Linked DNA regions of Mus musculus: region 1 is linked to region 2. The links are chromatin contacts, called in public promoter capture Hi-C maps. All regions are on one chromosome and are shown on one strand. The core of a region is the stretch at or near the end of the contact, and the rest is flanking DNA. Distances in the headings are between cores, read along the strand shown. Region 1 has its middle 14 kb from the start of Gm41818. Region 2 overlaps 1110059E24Rik (RIKEN cDNA 1110059E24 gene).

Region 1 (3,170 bases), core at 247-2,746, 130 kb before region 2:
TACATTATGATTCCCATCTCAGGTGAAGCCACTGGCGGTCAGAGGGCAGCTTGCCTGATCTCATACAGCCAGGAAATGACAAGAGTTGGAATTTGAACCCAGGCCCATGTGTTGCCAAACTACTTCCTTTAAGTAACGCTTATTCCAACTCATGCTAGCCATGACATTTCTCGGATTGAGACGCTCTTAATATCAAAAGCGAGAAATCGTTACATAGTGTCCCTACAGCCGGCCATATATTCCGAGACAAGAAATCCTGCATGAAATTCACTAAAACGTGTCCAGAGTCTAGTAAGCGAGTGCCAAAGTACTCGAGTTGAGCCCCAGATTCCTCGGAAATAGTGGGAAGTATGAGGCTTCAATCCTACCCGGCTACCTTGTTTTCTGTGTTTTAGACAAGCTCTCGCAACCTCTGCCAGGCTGGTTTTCCTTCCCCCAGCCTCCTCCTCCAAGCGCAGGGCTTATACTTAGACACAAGGGCCCACGCTGTCAATATGGCTGACTCATCCTATCAGTTCTGACCCTTAGACTGTCAGGAACCAGACTGACTCTTGACAAACAGAAGAAGACTCATCCACGCTTTATTTGCATAAAAACCTGCCTCTAAATTCAGCATCTTTATGATGAATCAGCTCCTCTTTCCCGGCCTTTCTGGGAGCAGGGATTCTGTGCGCTCCTCACTGGCTTTCCCTCAAAGTGTTTTTCCAGTCCACTTACAGTTGAGAACAGATGTAGATGCTGGCCTACTCCCAACACCCTGCAGCTAACTCCTGACTCCACGATTCCCTGCAGACCGAGCGGGGCTGAAGTAGAAAATGATTTCAGCCCATGGCTCTATCTGCATCACTCACTCCCAATTCAGTACTAGCCCAAAGGAACCAATCCTATTTGCAGTCTTCCTTTCAGTTCGTACTGAAGTGCGTACAGGGCGCACCACATTTCGGTGATTTAAGGCTTCGTTCTCCCTCCTCTGGCCCAACACCATCGTTTGCCAGTTTCCCTGACTCTAACAATAGAAGGGAAAAAAGTCTTTGGAAAACCGGAGACACACAATAGATCAAGATTATCTGGCCTTGGCTACCAACGCAAACGACCATGAGCTCAGACAGAAAATAAAGTAGGTCTTTTAAAAAGTAAGTGCTTCAGGCCAGAGAGATGACTCAGCTACCAAGAATGCATCCTCTTTCAGAGGAACCAAGTTCAGTTCCCCGTACCCACATCAGGCAGTTCACAACAGCCTGTGACTCCAACTCCAGAGGATCCTATGCGCCCTGCCGAACTCCTCATGGGCACCTACATATGCAAACTTAAAATTAAGAAATAAATCTTAAAAAAGGAAAAAAGAAGAAAGTAACTGGCGATCATTTAAAACACAAAATTAGAGCACGCGGGGCGGGGGGGGCGGGGGGGGCGGGCAGGCAAATACAGTGTAACTTTGAGTCACTCGCAAGTGCTAACGTCAGCTGGGTCATTTCCGCATCACTGACAAATACAGGAAACTGTCCTGTGTTGATAAAAAGCAGATGAGAGGACAGCCATCCTTAACACGATCCTTTATTCCAGTAAAGCCACAGACGTAAAACCGCTGCTGCAGCAGAGAGAGACACAGGGGGACCGGATAGCATCTTCACCGCCCTCGGTTCTGGGAACAGCTTGTGGTGCTCACAGACCTCTAGTCCGGAGTCGTTGCTGAGTATTAAACGGGTGCATCCTGTGCTGACATTTGGGCAAATCTGAGGGCTCAAGAATCTACCTACGGTCTTCTTTTCTATCTGTTCGAGTAAACTGGGGATCTGGCATTCCCTAAAACAACCATACTGGTCTCATTCGCTTACTCACTCACTAAATGTTTGATCTCCAATCATGAATCAAGTTCCTTCTTAGGCCCAGGGAACAAAGTTGAACTAGAAAGACCGGGAGGCATGGCCCCAGTCCATTTTTGCTCTCTATGGGCAGATTTTAAGCCACCTTCATCAGACTAGGAATCATGTGGAGCTTGCCAGTGATATTTCAAAGTGACTATGCCTTTCTGCTGATAACATCATTTTTTCCTCTCCAAGGATTTTTTTTTAAAGTTACAAAATTTATAGCCCAGAGTGATAGGAAAGCAATAAAAACCTGTTGAGTTGAAAAGAGTCATTTATTGTTCCCCTAAAGTATGAGCAGACTCACGTTAAGACTCCAGTGGGACATTCTCTCCACGGGCGCGCAGAGTGCTAACCTCTCAGACTTGTAAGTTATAGACGTACCTTGTTAGTTTTTGTTATTAATATTTGAAGAACTTTTACACGTTAGCACAAAGGATTAGAACACGTTAATTCTCTGAGCAGGAGGTATAGACAAAATAAATAATAATTGTTCTCTTAGAAGGTCCACTAGGCTGACATGCTATTTTTATAGAGAAGGAGACAGCCTTGTAAGCAGCAGAGTAAACAAAACATTAAAGGCAGAATCCGGTCAAGAGAAGGACCTGGGAGGATTAGGGACCATGACAAAGATGGTGCCTGAATGTCAGGATCTCATAGAAAAGGAGTAAAAGTTAGGATAAAGTTATTAAGTGGCAGTTCCCTACCACCAACATGAGGGCCCCAGAGTCAGCAAATGGAAACTTGAATGTAAGAGATCACACATTAAGGTTAAATGGGGATTAATAATGAAGGTGGCCAGAGTTTCCTTGTTCTGCAGAAGTTGGGGGTTTAGGACAAGGTGAAAGAATAATTACACAATATGAGAAAAGAGGAGGAACCAGCAAGAGCCCTGTGTGCTTTCCAGGGGAAGCAACGGATGAACGGAGGCACATAGCACAGACACCTTAGCAGTGAGGTTACATCTGGGCATTGAACTACAGGAGTTTCCATCCTGGTGTAGTGGAGCATTCCTATAATCTCAGCAACCAGGAGGCTGAGGCAGGAGAAACAGGAGTATAAGGCTAGCCTGTACTACTTGGTGAGATCCTGTCTCAAAACCAAAAACAGAAAGGAGTTTTCTGAGGCACAAATACAGAAGACAGAGTTTCAGCTTCAAGAACAGCATGTGCAGAGGTAATAAATTAAAATCAAGTGCTGCGGCTGGAGAGTAATAGAGGTGGGGACTGCCAAGCTGTATGCATCAGAAAAGGTAAGGGCTTTAGGCATCCCCAGAGCAAAGCCAGGAAAGCACGTTGTGCTCTC
Region 2 (3,203 bases), core at 129-2,628:
CAGGAGTGAGAGATTATGAGCAAAAAGTCTGGATCCCAATTCTGAATATGTTCTTTGCTAACCATACGGGGTCAGCTGCTAGAGTTTTTAATACCACCTCTTCAGCTTCCTACCTTTAAATGATAGTGGCTATTTAAAATGCCACTACTATGTGATTATGTTGATCAAGGCTTTTTTGCTTTGAGGTTCAGTGTAGTCCAAGCTGGTCTCAAACTCACAATAGAGCAAAGAACAACAACCTTTAACTCCTGATTTAAAACAACCTTGAATTCTTGATTCTCCTGTCTTTACTTCCCAAGTACCTGGGTTACAAGTGAGTGTCACCAGCACCCACTCCTGTGACAGTTTTGAAAGGATACTAAGTAAAAAGTAAGGACCTTAATTATCTACTTAAGGAAATGGACTGATTCATCTAGAGTTTAGCTCTGTGATCTCTGTACTGGATTGTTTCTTAGAGGCTGGGACCTCAATTAAGAAAATGCCTCTATAAAATAGGCTGTAGGCAAACCTAGAGGACATGTTTTAAATTAATGATGGATGGGGAGGACCCAGCCCATTGTGGGTGGTGCCATCCCTGTGCTGGTGGCTCTGAGTGCTGTAAGAAAGCAGGCTGGAGAAGCCATGAGGAGCAAGGCAGTAAGCAGCACTCCTGCATGGCCTCTGCACCAGCTCCTGCCTCCAGGGTCCTTTCCTCCAGGGTGTTGCTGAGGCCATGGTGTTTCATCACCGCAATAGAGAACTGACTAAGACAACCTCTTCAGGCAGGCCTGCTCTGACTAGTTACGGTCTTTTCCCTGTCTGCCCAAACTGTGTCAGCTTCCTGACAAGTCTCTATAAAGAATGCTTGAAATAATTCTTACGATTACCACAACAGAAAATCATTTCTCATCTTAGAAGAGATATCATTTTCCAAGCCTAAATAGTAAAAGCATTTTGAAAATACGGGAAACAAGAAGTGTTCTATAATAACAAAGCAGTTTCTGAGCCCAGAGGATGATCGACATCCTAAGGCTCCTTAAGTCATACTGTACTGGGGGTGCGGTGGAGAGGCAAGCACCCAGTGGCAGGGCCAACTCACTGTCACAGTACATCGTTACCATGCATGTGGGGGATGGAGGAACAGGAAGGAGATGGAAAACATCGACTACAGTTCAGGCTTTACCACCTTCAAAGTCTGCATTCTTAGCCTGGCAGTGGTGGCACACGCCTTTAAACCCAGCACATGAGAGGCAGACAGAGGCAGGCAGATCTCTGAGTTTCAGGCCAGCCTGGTCTACAGAGCAAGTTCTAGGACAGCCAAGGCAACACAGGGAAACCCTGTCTCTAAAACCAAAACCAAACAAACGAACAAAAGAGATTCTGCCAGACAGCATACCTTGCTGAGCAATCTTCATTCTTTAACCTCTGCCCTCACAAACTGACCTGGATTTGCAGATAAACTACACAGTGGCAATGCCTGCAATTATATGCAGAAAAGGGCCACGAATGAAGAACTGTTGGATATCCTTTAAGGAACTAGAGGATGGCTCTGTGCTTAGTGCTGGAGTACGAGCTTTTGACCAGAGGACCTGAGCTTGGTTCCCAGCACACCCATGAAGCAGCTTACAACCACTTGTAACTCTAGTTACAGGGAACCCAACACCTCTGGCCTCTGCCTGTGCCTCTCATTTCCAGCATTTCACCAGGGAGGCTAGCCTGGTCTACATGGTAAGTTCCCAGACAGCCAGGGCTATATAGGGAGTCCCAGCTCAAAATAATAAATAATTATCCTAGTCCAGGCTACTAGTGCAATAAAGGGAGGTAGTATTTTTTTTTTACCTGTCTGTTAAGTCTACGGTGTATAATGTGGAAACCCCAGGAACTTAATTGTAACTACTACATGAGGTATTTGGAATGGGAGCAGGGGTAAGTGTTTCCTTTAAAAGCATTTTAAAATCTAGTAGGAGCTAATCCCATAGTTCAGTTTTAAACTCTCCTTATTGTAAACACCATAGGTTGCTTAGTGCCACTGCAGGAAGTATCTTGAGTATCTGCCGATATTAAGCTTCTGTCATTTGCACACCAAAGGGTGAGGCGCTTACAGTCACTGTTTACCAAGGTGCCCTGTCCTCCTGTGTGCCAATACCACCCGGGGCTAATTATGGCCATGGTCAGAACATAGTAACCAGGAAACCAAGGCAGAACTACAGAGCAGCAGGGGAGGCCTGTTCCTGTCAGCTGCTAAAGGACTGATAAGAAAAGGCCCTGAGCTTCCTGTTTAAGTGAATTTGTAGGCATGAGGCTTCTGTTTAAGTGAATCTGTAGCATGAGGTTTCTGTTTAAGTGAATCTGTAGCATGAGGCTTCTGTTTAAGTGAATCTGTAGGCATGAGGTCTCTAAGTGAATCTGTAGCATGAGGTTTCTGTTTAAGTGACTCTGTAGGCATGAGGTTTCTGTTTAAGTGAATCTGTAGCATGAGGTTTCTGTTTAAGTGACTCTGTAGGCATGAGGCTTCTGTTTAAGTGAATCTGTAGGCATGAGGCTTCTGTTTAAGTGAATCTGTAGCATGAGGTTTCTGTTTAAGTGACTCTGTAGGCATGAGGTTTCTGTTTAAGTGACTCTGTAGGCATGAGGCTTCTGTTTAAGTGACTCTGTAGGCATGAGGTTTCTGTTTAAGTGAATCTGTAGGCATGAGGCTTCTGTTTAAGTGAATCTGTAGGCATGAGGTTTCTGTTTAAGTGAATCTGTAGCATGAGGCTTCTGTTTAAGTGAATCTGTAGCATGAGGCTTCTGTTTAAGTGAATCTGTAGCATGAGGCTTCTGTTTAAGTGAATCTGTAGGCATGAGGCTTCTGTTTAAGTGGATCTGTAGGCATGAGGTTTCTGTTTAAGTGAATCTGTAGGCATGAGGCTTCTGTTTAAGTGAATCTGTAGGCATGAGGTTTCTGTTTAAGTGAATCTGTAGCATGAGGTTTCTGTTTAAGTGACTCTGTAGGCATGAGGCTTCTGTTTAAGTGGATCTGTAGGCATGAGCACACTGTAATTCAGGTGTCCTCAGTCCCAGAGGTTTTCATGCTCAAGGGGAAGCAGCTTGGGACCCACTGGGAACAGTGTGCCTCAAAAGAAGTTGGCGACTCTTAAAGATGATGTAATGAAGTCTGTCCCTGGTTCAGCTTTTGGTTTTTGGTTTTTTTTCCCCCGAGACAGGGTTTCTCTGTATAGCCC

What was found. Capture Hi-C pulls out chosen DNA fragments and counts their contacts.
Region 1: a contact with region 2 is called in a promoter capture Hi-C map of liver. A contact is called at or near these places in 2 of 484 Hi-C or Micro-C datasets (Th1 cells and nephron progenitors), 9 of 130 datasets of targeted methods (CD8 T cells, the HPC-7 cell line, bone marrow-derived macrophages and 4 more) and 3 of 9 other capture datasets (adipose tissue, liver and pancreatic islet).

What each region holds. Positions count from the first base shown.
Region 1 is chr19:21,736,032-21,739,201 of GRCm38.p6, reverse strand. No RefSeq gene overlaps it. Among named protein-coding and RNA genes, the nearest start is that of Gm41818, 14 kb to the right of the region's middle.
Region 2 is chr19:21,602,991-21,606,193 of GRCm38.p6, reverse strand. The region is part of intron 2 of 1110059E24Rik (RIKEN cDNA 1110059E24 gene); the gene reads left to right. Among named protein-coding and RNA genes, the nearest start is that of Gm38486, 8.4 kb to the right of the region's middle.